2 separate regions of the Columba livia genome follow, and region 1 is linked to region 2. The links are chromatin contacts, called in public Hi-C maps. All regions are on one chromosome and are shown on one strand. Each heading gives the region's core, a stretch centred on a gene start, on an enhancer-like site or on the middle of the called end of the contact. The rest is flanking DNA. Distances are from core to core; before and after follow the strand shown.

The links. Hi-C and Micro-C count contacts between places; a contact is called where the count stands out from the background.
Region 1: a contact with region 2 is called in a Hi-C map of liver, with 2.1 times the contacts expected there. The contact joins the promoter of PLCD1 here to the enhancer-like site in region 2. A contact is called at or near these places in 2 of 2 Hi-C or Micro-C datasets (crop and liver).

Annotation. Positions count from the first base shown.
Region 1 is chr2:5,682,239-5,688,233 of bColLiv1.pat.W.v2, forward strand. It overlaps PLCD1 (phospholipase C delta 1), which reads right to left and starts at 1,711. Exons shown (of 15, transcript XM_065050346.1): 1 at 1,560-1,711.
Region 2 is chr2:5,336,892-5,342,305 of bColLiv1.pat.W.v2, forward strand. LOC110365257 (a long non-coding RNA gene) reads left to right here. Exons shown (of 5, transcript XR_002424640.2): 2 at 1-2,545; 3 at 3,054-3,747. Among named protein-coding and RNA genes, the nearest start is that of GARS1, 17 kb to the left of the region's middle. Within about 2 kb of position 2,515, at least 3 of the 3 cell types and tissues checked have an H3K27ac peak away from gene starts, as active enhancers do.

The DNA of each region.
Region 1 (5,995 bases), core at 461-2,960, 340 kb after region 2:
GAGCCTGCTAACAAAGCAACATGTGAGCAACTCGTCTAAGTCGAGTGGCATTCAGAGTGACGTTGGCATCTCTGTGTGTTATGTGTTAAGGAATTTCAGTAAACGCTTTGGTTCCTTTGACACCTGTGTATTTTTCTGCTTGAGACAAGAAAATGGATTAACAAGCAGCCACTAAATTCATCTTGGTTCCTAACCCCAGAAGACTAAATAATATTCACTGAAAAATGACCCACAGGCCAGAATAAGAAATATTTTACTAGTTCCAGATGTATTTCTTAGCTTGCTTTCCCCAGTGGTTATATAATGAATGAGATACCTACACAAAGTATAACATTAACCTCTGTTTCACCTTCCTGTTAGATTTCTAGCATCTGGGAAAATCAGAGGGAAGATTTCTTGAGCCTGGGGGAATCTTCTCACATTTCTCCTGGTAACACTAAACTGATTATGTTTAGTGCCAATCACTTATTGCTCTATTAAGTTTGTTTGTTTATAGTTCATCTATAGTAAGAAAGCACATATCTCATTAAACAAAAATAAGCACTTTTCCCATTGCTGTAGGGTCACAAAACCCCATTTCAATCCGTAGCTATAACAATCTTAAGTTCTTTCTGCTCATCACAGTAAGTAAAATACAATAGAGGTAACAAATCAATATGTTAAAGGCAGAGCAGGGATTAAGGGATGCTTCATTACTCTATCAGACAAGCCTCCTAGTCTTGATACCAATAAGCATTAAATCTCACTTGATAGGAGAGCAGAGAGGATTTATTCTTTTTTAGAGACGCTACTTATTTTGTACTAAACACTTATCCTGTGGGCAGACCCTGAGCTGGGGGTTCATCCTGCTTGTCTTCTCCACAGACCAGAGAATTTACCCAGCTGAGCATCTGTCCCTCTCTCAGCTTCACCACAAAGGGGAGGAGATTTGGACCAACTTTTCTGGGCTTGCAGACACTTAGACAGACAAGACACAGTTCCTACCAATACAGCCAAGCCTATTAACAGAGCAAAAAACCCTATCATTTGTAATACAGATTAAACGCTGCTTTGCTTCCAAATGAGAGAATGGAGAGGGGAAAGAGGGGGGAGAAGACAGGAGGAAAAACAAAGCTCTGGACAAGATAAGAGAGCTGAAACGCAAGGCTATTTCTATAGACTTACTGTTGTAAGCGAGGAAACTGCCGTTCGATTCCATTTTTGCAGAAGAAGCCGCCGTGCAGCGGCAGCAACGGCTCCGCCAGCAGCTGCGCCCAGACGTTACCGGGCTGGAAAACGGACCCGGGCGGCTCCCCCTGCTCTCTGCTCCACCGATCCCCCCCCCGTCAGCTCCCTCCGGAGCCTTCTGCTCCTTCCCTCGGGCTGGAAATCACCTCTTGCGCTATGACTCCTCATTTATTTCCCTCCCGCATCCCTCACGGCACCGCTTGCGCCAGCGCCCCGACTGGGACCGAGCGCCCGGAGTCCCAGCGCCGGACTGGTGCGGGCTCCTCCCCGCAAACCCGGCGGCTCCGCCGCTGGCCCAGCCCCCTGCTGATGCCGCAGCTTCACAGCGTTACCTCTTTTCCTGTTTCTGGCATATTTTCATGCTGCTCCTTTCCGGCAGAGGCTTCCAGATTGAAGGGGAGAGCTGTAAATGTGTCCTCCGTGGTCCCCGAATCAAAGAAATGGACTTAAACAGGTGATCAGAGTCAAGGTCTAAAGGGCTTTTAGACACTGGTAGGGGTATATTTATTTTCAGAAGGAAAAAAGAAACAAAAACAAAAAATAAAAACGAATCAAAAAAGCCAATACACCCCCACACACACATACACACCCCCCCACACACATACACACACCCCCCCCAAAAAAAATAAATAAACCACCACGACAGGTCAGAAACCACCAATATAGAAATAGAAGCTGTAACCACAAACACTCGCAGAGGCATGAATTTAAAACTTTAGAACAGAAGTTACAAGCTTTGCATTTGAGACAGAGAAAGCAGGCAAAAAAGGCGCCATCCTGAGGCTTTTATTGAGTGGAACTGATTTGTTCCTCTCTGTCCCGTACTCTTAAACTAGGAATTTTTTAAGGGTAAAAGGTGACACTGGCAAACAGGGAGGGGGAAAGAAAGGGAATACAGTGTGGGAAATCTTGAATGTTTAGGGGAGGGATTCAGTTATTGTTTTGCTGTTGTTTATTTCCGTTTCAGGTTATTTAGGTTTTCTTGATGCAAACAACTGCTGGAGTTGTTGGCAGATTCAAAGCCCTCGCTCCTCAGTGGCTGCAAACCCAGCAGCTCCACCAACAGAAGGGAAAAAGTCCCTGTGTGCTGCTGACAGATCTGGGAGGCACATGATGAAAAATACTTTGGGACTGGGACTGTTTGTCCCTCCCTGCCAGGAACTGGGCTGCTCCTTTGAGAGCAGGGACATTGATCTCAAATACTTTTACAGTCCATAAATATAGGGCTGCTGCCACCACCCAAGGAAAATTGCCCTGATGTAGCAAAACTCCTCTGTCCTAGTACAAAACTAACAAACAAGTGGAGAAAATAAAGAGCAGAGATTTCACCCCATGACTCCTCTAAAGCCCATCCTTCTATTAGTATGGCATGGGGGGGGTTATCTCCCACAAAACACCTTCTGAAAGACCCACGAAGGAGAATCCCTCCTGCAAACCTACAGAGAAAGAGACATCAACTTTAAAATCCTCAGGGCATGGGGATTTCCAGAGAACACCATCAATCTGTCACCGTTTCAGCTGATGGGGAAGAGCACTGGGGGGAGTGTCCAAGAGGCTGGTGGGTGAGTCAGCCAGACTGGAAACTCCGGTAAGGCTGAGGTGGTGAGAACATCGTGGTTTCTATAAGGGAGAAGTAGAGAAGGGCAGTTTGAAAGTGGTGGTGGGAAATAGCATTATAGTAACACCTTCTCTGTGTAGAATCATAGAATCATTTTGGCCGAGACCACCAAGGTCATCAAGTCCAACCCTTAACCCAACACTGTCACTAAACCATGTCCCTAAAAACCTCATCTACACATCTTTTAAACCCCTCTAGGGATGGTGACTCCACCACTTCCCTGGGCAGCCTGTTCCAATGCCCAACAACCCTTTCCAGGGTGAAGTTTTTTCCTAATATCCAATCTAAACCTCTCCTGGTGCAACTTAAGGCCATTTCCTCATCCTATCACTTGTTACTTGGGAGAAGAGACCAACCGCCTCCATGCTACAACCTCCTTTCAGGTAACTGTAGAGAGCAGTAAGATCTCCCATCAGCCTCCTTTTCTTCAGGCTAAAATACTGGATATATCCTCCACTCCACCTATTTGCTGCAACTTAACTATTGAGGATGCTGGGGATAGCCCACACAGCATTGTATGTCTGTCTATAGCCTTTATCTTGGCTGCCATTAAACTTTTTAAAAAAACTCATTCTTCTACCCTCACAGTTTCCATAGAAATACACATCACACATTATTGTGCCCCCATACTGCTGAACACAAGCCCCTCACTGAGAGACGTACCAGCCAGTATCCCCGTACCTTCTGTGGCAAAGGAGGGGCATGTGAGTGATCTACATTGGTCCCAAACCAATGAGGATCATCTTCTGGATATAATCCCTTCAAAGGGGCGCAGGGCACAACGGCACCGAGATGCGACCATCACTGCCCTGCACCGCTGTGAACACCCCGTGTTGGCACTGCTGGCTGGACAGAGCATCATCAAGTGAGCCAGACTGAGGTTTTTGCCATCATCCCTCAAAATTATGAGATTTGAAGGTAATCCCTTGCATTAACGCCTTATGACAGCCCACTGTATCTTCTCGTGCTTCCTTCTCGCCATGCTGCATTCTCCACGATGACAGCAAGCGGTAGCAGAAATGGTGCCTGTCAGGAGGATTCACAAATCCTTCCCCAGCTTTTCACTTTCCCCTCATTACATTTACTCTTCCTCCTTCTGTATACAATGAGCAGCATCACCAGTTTGTCTGCTCTGAGCCCTTCACCACCTTTCTGCCACCCTAAGCTAAGTCACCACTATTCCTAAATCCTTGCTGGGTTTGACGTTGTGTGCTCAGAGCAAGCCTGGCACTCACAGACAGAACTGCATTCCTCGAATTCATCAGAAAGTAAAGCAGTTGCCATCAGAGCCCATTATATCCTTCAGCAAACACACAGAAGCTGAGACCGCTCAGAAAAAGTCTTACCAGAGCCTTGTTTCGGAAGGCAAAAGTCCTTTTAGCTCTGTGCACGCCGTATGTGCTTGAAATCCCTTCCCTCTGCATTGCTGAAACCAAGATATGACCAGACAAACAATGAAATCAAAGTGACACTGAATTAGGTTGATGGCTGGACTCGATGACCTTGAGGTTCTCTTCCAACCAAAATGATTCTGATTCTATGACATGAGGAGCTACTATGCTCCTGTGAGCTCCAGAAATCCTACTAACAGTTTTCTAACAATAATATTGCAGTTTAAGAATCTCATATTGAAGAGAAGCTGCTAAATTGATGTACAGTGTGATTAAGTTATAAAAGACGTACCCATGATTAGCCAATTGACATGATGAATGCTTTCTAACCACCTACAAAATGAGGGGATATTTTCCAAGTTGTAGTTCCTTCTGCATGACAAAAGGGAGAGAGAAGATTGAGTAATGCGTGGTTTGGAAGCAGAGTGCTTAGCTTATGTTTTACTAATAATTAATAGATATATTGTAAGTTAGAAACTAATCAATTACAACTAACTTCATCAATTATTTCTTAGTATAGATGTATGTTAAAAAATTCAAAATATTATAAGGCCTGTGCCATAATTTTGTGAATATAAATAACATAAGAGCATCCAGTTGTTGGAGCACTTGTAGAGGATGATCCCCAGTGTTCCCCAGTGTTGACAAAATAAAGAACGCTGCTTAACAGTATAATTGACTCTGCTGTTATGTTCATTTCTTTGTTTCAATATGAACCAAACCTCAGATCCCCATTTTGAATCACTGCATTTATTGTATTCCCTCCTGGTTTGGCTTTTGGCAGATGCAGAAGGCACAAGGTACAAAGCGGGGGTTGCCCTTGGCCTAGTTAAGCCAGCATGACAGCTGGGCGGCAAGTTTAAAACTGGTGACAGAACTTCAAAAAGTCAGCATTCATCTGGAAGCCCTAAGAGAGCAATTCCTATGTAGCTAAGTTAGGCTGCAGACGACTGTTGCTGTATCTTTGCTTATTTTTTTGAGAGAAGTCCAAATTTCTGACTGTTCCAAACGCAGCCCCCAAGCTCCATCCACCAACTTGTTCACAACCAGTTTTGTGGCTCTTGATCTTCAAACCAGGATCTGAAGGGAAGAGTTCAGTCTAATTAAAATTAAACAGCACTCCTTTGTGCATGTTGCCTCTACTCACAGCAGCAATACTGTTCCTAAGGATCAAAGGTAAATAAATACAATTTATTCCGAGCTGATCAGCCCCAGCATCCGTAAGGTGGCATTTCAATAGCTTTTTTAGGGACTGTAGGTTTGTCTTCTCTGCTTTAAAAATTAACTTTTACAGTGAGATGACAACAGGACAGTAAAATCTTTTGATTTATTGCAAGGTAACTGAGTGAGTTGATTCCATAATCCTTGCCCATGCTGACTTAGGTCTATTTATTGCTTGGTAAAATTGCCTTCTTCAGGGTTTTACAGCAGGTGAGTTAACACGCACTGATTGTTCCGCAGGAGGAACACACCTTTTTAGCAATGAAGACAAAAACCTCACAGAAAAACCTGCTTTCCTGAATTCCACAAATATATTGGAGATTACAAGGAGGGCCGGATTTATTCCCTCTGGACTCCTGTGACCACCACCCACTGAACACTTAGCCCAGTTTGGTGTCTCCCAGCTTTCCACTCCCTGCAGGTTATTATATTTAATGGCTCCCCAAGATTTAGGAAGCTGCTTTATTTCCCTGCCTTTGTTGTCATGGATTTTAATCCCCAAGGGTTGAAGAGGAATGTGAGGAATTCTCTGTGGCAT
Region 2 (5,414 bases), core at 1,265-3,764:
ATTCGGAAAATAACGCTGCTTAGGAGCAAATGTCAGGGCCAGATAACTTATTATTTGGGGTATCAAGTAACCGTCTGGGGCAGCGTAACAGATATAAACTTTGGCCTTCCCGGATTATTTTTTTCTGCCAAAACGATTAAAGGTTGCTAAGCAGTGTCAGTGTATTTCCCCTAAACTGAGGGAGCGTAACAGAAGTGAATGAGTTCACTGCAGTCAAACTGAACTTACATCAAGCCTAAATATCATCGCTAATTATGATTTCTGTTCCCCAAAGCATGCCAGGCACCTGAAAGATTTAATGAAAGCCAAGATCCTTTCTTCATGTCATTTAGAGTGCAGAAGTCCTCTGGTTCAGCCCCCTCTCCAGGTCTTGTCAGGTGGTTGTAAGGCCCTGGTTCAGTGTTCAGGACTAAATGCTGCCTCAAGCCCCTTTTTCCTTACCCTCTAGACCCCTTCCAACCAAAATGATTCTATGATTCTGTGATCCTATGATTCTGTGATTTCCTCTATCCCAAACAATAAAACAGAAAATCTTATCAAAGCACAACTTTATGAAAGGGAAGGCACAGAGAGTGGGAAGAAAGAGAAGATAACATCCTAAACCATGAAACGAGCCTCATTTTCCCAAGGATCTCACGCGATAACATCTCCCTCTTTATTTTTATGAGGCAGCAACCAGCCCCTTCCTCTCAACACATCACTTTCATGTTTTGTGGGACCTCCACCCTTTTGCCTAGGGGAGGGTTCTGGGTCTGAAGGTCCCCCTGGAGCTCCTGCTCTCCGCTAGTCCCTCTTGTCCCCTCTGGTCACCTCTCCCATCTGCAGAGGACATTCTCTGGTGCCTCCATAGGTCCACAAGCAGAGAGAGAACCCAGAGAGCAAGACTTTCTGTGGAAAGAGGCATTTCCCAAACAGGCACTTGGGATCCCAAAGAGGCTCTTGGGACTATGGTAGAGTGACAAAAGGAATCTGGGACTGCGTGTGGAGGTGACATGGCAAAACAGTGTTGTAGTAAATAAGGGAGGGTCCAGGATTATAGGTGAGGACCTGAAATTAAAATCATAGAATCATTCTGATTGGAAGAGACCCTCAAAATCATCGAGTCCAACCATAACCTAACTCCAGCACCAAACCCTGTTCCTAAGAACCTCATCTACGTGCCTTTTTGTCCCCTCTCACCACTTGCAGGGTCACAAAAAGGAGTCTGTGGTGCACAGCAGAAAACAATCAGTGGCACAGGGGCCATCAGTGGTTGTTGAAGGTTCTCCAGGTGAGGACCAGCAGTGGAGACACTGAGTAACGTGGGGCTGGTGCTCACTCCTCCGCTGCAGCCAGCGCCGTGCAGTTCATCTCTCCAGATTTCCTAGTATTTGTTCTCTTGTTCTGGGAAGCGGAGAGAGCTGCGAGAGGCCCATCTCACAGGGATGTTTAGAGAAAGGAAAGTCCATTGTGCAAAAGAATTTGGTATTTCAGGGTTTGTTTTCCTTCTGACGCACAGAACAAAACACCACCGTGTCAAAACCTTCCATAAGGCAAAACAGAAAAAAAAACAGAAAAACAAAAAAACAGACAACAAGCAGTGGTGTTCAGTTTGGATGTGGTTTGTAGAACGGTTTTTCTTTGCTTTTTGGCTTCTCGCTCTCAGGATGCCTGCTACTGCAGCTATTTCAGGAAAACAAATAAAAAGAAAAAAAAAAAGAAAAGAAGAGAAAACAAAATCTACACCAGAGCAGAGAAGGGGAGTGGGAGCCTTTCCCCACACCAGGGCCTGACCTCACCTCGGTGGGTTTTGTGTGTGGTGGCACCAGGATCAAAGCATCTCCCCCCTTTCTGCCCTGGCTGGGAAGCAGAGCTGCAAAGGAGCCTCTGAGTTTTAATTGGGAAAACCAGGGAACAGGCAGCACAGAGACCCTGCAAAGCATCAGCAGAGTTGTTTTGCACCAGCTTTCTTTGAGCAGAAAGGCTCCTGCAAAGCAGTGAAGAAATTTCAGAGAAGCTGGACATGAGGGATGGCTCCCAGCAACCAAACTGGTGGGAAGTCCCTGATCCAGGCAACACTTTGGGTCAGACCCTCAGTGTTTTCTCCATATCCACAGCTCCCAGCCCAGCTTTCGCATCGTCCCTGCTGGCCCTGCATGGGCTCGTGTCTCTCCTCATGCTTCCAGCCCCTGGGACTGTGATATTTTGTGGGTACCGGTTGCTTGGATGAGTTTCCCCCGTGGGGCGACCCAGGGTGCCGATGCCTTCAGCGACGGCAGAGAGCAGCTCACCACCACCTCTCTCCGCCAGCGTTTTCCGAGCTCTTGGCACGGCTCCCGGCCGCCTTTCACTGCTGCCTTTTCATTCGCCTTAATTCACTACGTTTCCTCTTCTTGCTCCTTGTGAGGAACAGAGGGAGAGCTTGTTCCAGCAGACGGGCCCCATCCGCTCCACCCGGCTCTGCTTGGAGCGAGGGCTGGAAAAGAGGGATGGAGGGAAGGGGTATCATCTCCCACCCCTCCGGGGCCCCGTGTGCCGCCTGCGTGCTGCTTTCCCAGCAAATACGGTAAGCGCTCAGCCTAAAAATGTAAGTCTGATCTCATGACACAGGGTGGCCCTGCATTCCTCACCTCTGACATAACCCGCTGGGAGTGTGCTCGGCAGAAAAACACAAACAAGATGTACTGGCGGGGCTGGCGGCGGGGGCCAGGCGGCTGGCAGATGTGCTCCAGAGCCCCCGCGCAGCCCCCGCCGGGTACCCAAACCCCGCTCTGGCACAGCCTGTCCCCTCTTGGGGAGGGCAAAACCACAGCCCTCACTGTGAGGACAGAACCGTCCATTGCCTCTTGCACCAGGCGATGTGCGGGTGTACTCAAACCTTCCCCCCACCCCGCACCCCTGGATGAGGGGCAGGGAGAAGGTGACTTGCTGTGGGTTGGTATCATCCAGGGAGGCGGCTGAGCTCCCCTGGGATTTTGCTTGGCGAGTGCCTAAGGGTGTTTTTAAGGACCTGCGGTGCTTTTGTGGTCGGTTGGTGGTTGTTATTTTTTGCCTTGTTTTTGTTTCTTTCGCAGTCTGAGGCTCCCTGGGACAGGCTCTGCCATGGCCATGGCTGCTGCAACTGCTCCAACACCCACCTCCTGTCCCCGTTAGCCTCCCGCTCTCATCAGCAGCTGCACAGCGATGCCAACAGCCCCATTTGCTCCGCGTGCATCATGCCTGAGTGCAAGTTGTACCCCACACAGCTTGGCATCCAAAGCCTTGGGTGTCACAGGGTGGTGATTCCTCTTCGTGCCCAGATGGGGCACTGGGATTAAATAATTTGCCAGGGAACCAGGGTAGGGTAACGATCCCAGTCCCGATGCCACGAGGCTGACGTTCCTCCCAGGAAGAGCCAAACCCTCCTGCAAGCAGAGCCTTGTCTGGAGCAGGGGACGGATCCTGCTCGGCATGGGGCTCAGCTCCCATCTCACCCAGCCACACCACTTGTTTACTTTCTCTTGCAAATGCCCTAAACCTTGACAATGACCTATTTTTTCCTCCTGTTGCGCAAAGCTTCTTTCCTAGAAAGAGGCTTTACAATGCTCAGTCCAACCAGCCCAGCTCTCCTCTGTGTATGGAAAAGCAAACTGTAAATGACTGGCAGGCTTAGCTTAGCTCCAACACACCCAAAACCCACGGGCGGATGAGTTGGAAGACTCGGTCAGATGCTGCACGAAACCATCCTGCAAGACTACCAGCCTGGTTTGCAGAGGAATCAGATAAGCTGTAAGTCAGGTTTCAAGTCCACTTCTCAAACTTAGTTTTTCTTTTTAGTGCTTTTCATCTGTCTGCTCCTATTCCAGCATTCAGCAAAGCTGGGAGAAAGCTTTTTGTTTCTTTAGACATTTCTCTTCTGTTTCCATCCTCACCTTTGCCTGGCAGTGAAAACATTTGATTTGTTTTATTATGTTTTTAATTTCATGTTTTAAAAAAGGGAATTTCTAATAAAATAATTCTCCTCCTTCCTCTACAATGCCTCCTGGTTTCCAGGAGTGCTGCTGCTCTGGCAGAGGGTGGTTTGCAAGAGAAATCAAGAGAGACGGTGGTTACAAGAAATGATGGTAATAAGAGAAACAACGGTTCAAATTTGCTTCTTTGGAGCACACAACGATTTGATCCCACAGCAGCAGGAGAGCACCTTTGCTCATGAGTCCAAGCTTATTTTCAGCATCCCCTTCACAGTGGGGATCTCCATCCTTTCTTTCTTCTCGGGGAGGTGCCCTGGCTGTGCTCAAGCTGCCAGTTGCATGGGGTTGTCTCCTTCTCCTCACACTGGTGACCACACACAACCCCTTCTACAATTTCTTATCCATCTCTAACCCATAGCCCAGTTTTTAAGACAATCTAATGTTAGTGCCGCTTTATTTTAATGTGTCAGGCTGTAATCTGAAGCTAGAGACATAAATTTAACATAACAAGTTCCCTTTGGCCAGTTGAGAGCACAGGTTAGAAATCATTCCAACAGTAGCAGATGGTCTGGGTTGAACACTTGCTGCTTGCCTATGGCTGCTCCTTCCTGTCCCCTCAGTACCTGCATACTGCCTTGGCATCTAAACTGTGCTCTCACCTGGATGGGCAAGCTGTTCTATATGAAAACAAAGCCCACAACTTGAAGCTTGATGTGTTGGGGACAGGGTCTGGTCGTGAAGCAGTTCATGCACCCACCAACACCTACACTTGTGTGCACAAGCATTTTCCAGCAGTTGAAGTCACCAGAGTTCAGATCACTGCCAGTGGCTCCTAACACCACAATTATCCTGTCCATGCAGATGAAGATGCTGTTGAGCACTCGGTTTAAGCCAGAAGGGCTGCTCTGATGGTCTTATCGCCAGTTCAAACCAGCTTGAAATGATGCAGTGAGCAGAGACACTGGGGTGGTTAGGAGATCCCCTTGCTCCTTGGGAAGCCACATGACTGGTGTTAGAGGAATGAGTGATCCCACACGTCACCTGGTCTTCCTTGGCTGTGCGACTTCTGGTTGAACCCCTGGATGGGTTCTTGTGCCCAAAAAATAAAAAATCTCCCTTTCTTTCTCTCTCTTCCTCCCCTCTCTACCCAGCCGCCTGTTTGCACAAACCTTGTAGGCTTCAGTTCTCCAGGACTGCAAAGGTACCATCAAATGAGGTCAGAACGATCACTTTGTCTACAAGTGGTGAGCAGGAGGCAGAGAGAGAAACAGCCTGGTCACGTCCGCCTGATTTCCTGCCAAAACCACCAGGGATTACTGGGGTGGATGTTAAAAAGCCAGACCCTCCCAAGGTGATGATGAGCCCTTTGGGTATGTTACCTGTCTATAGCCAGACCCACTTTTCCAAGCTTCTACACCAACATGGGTACTGTGGAGGAAGCCAGAAAGTCAGCATCAGTAAAAGACATAATTTTAATTTACCTGG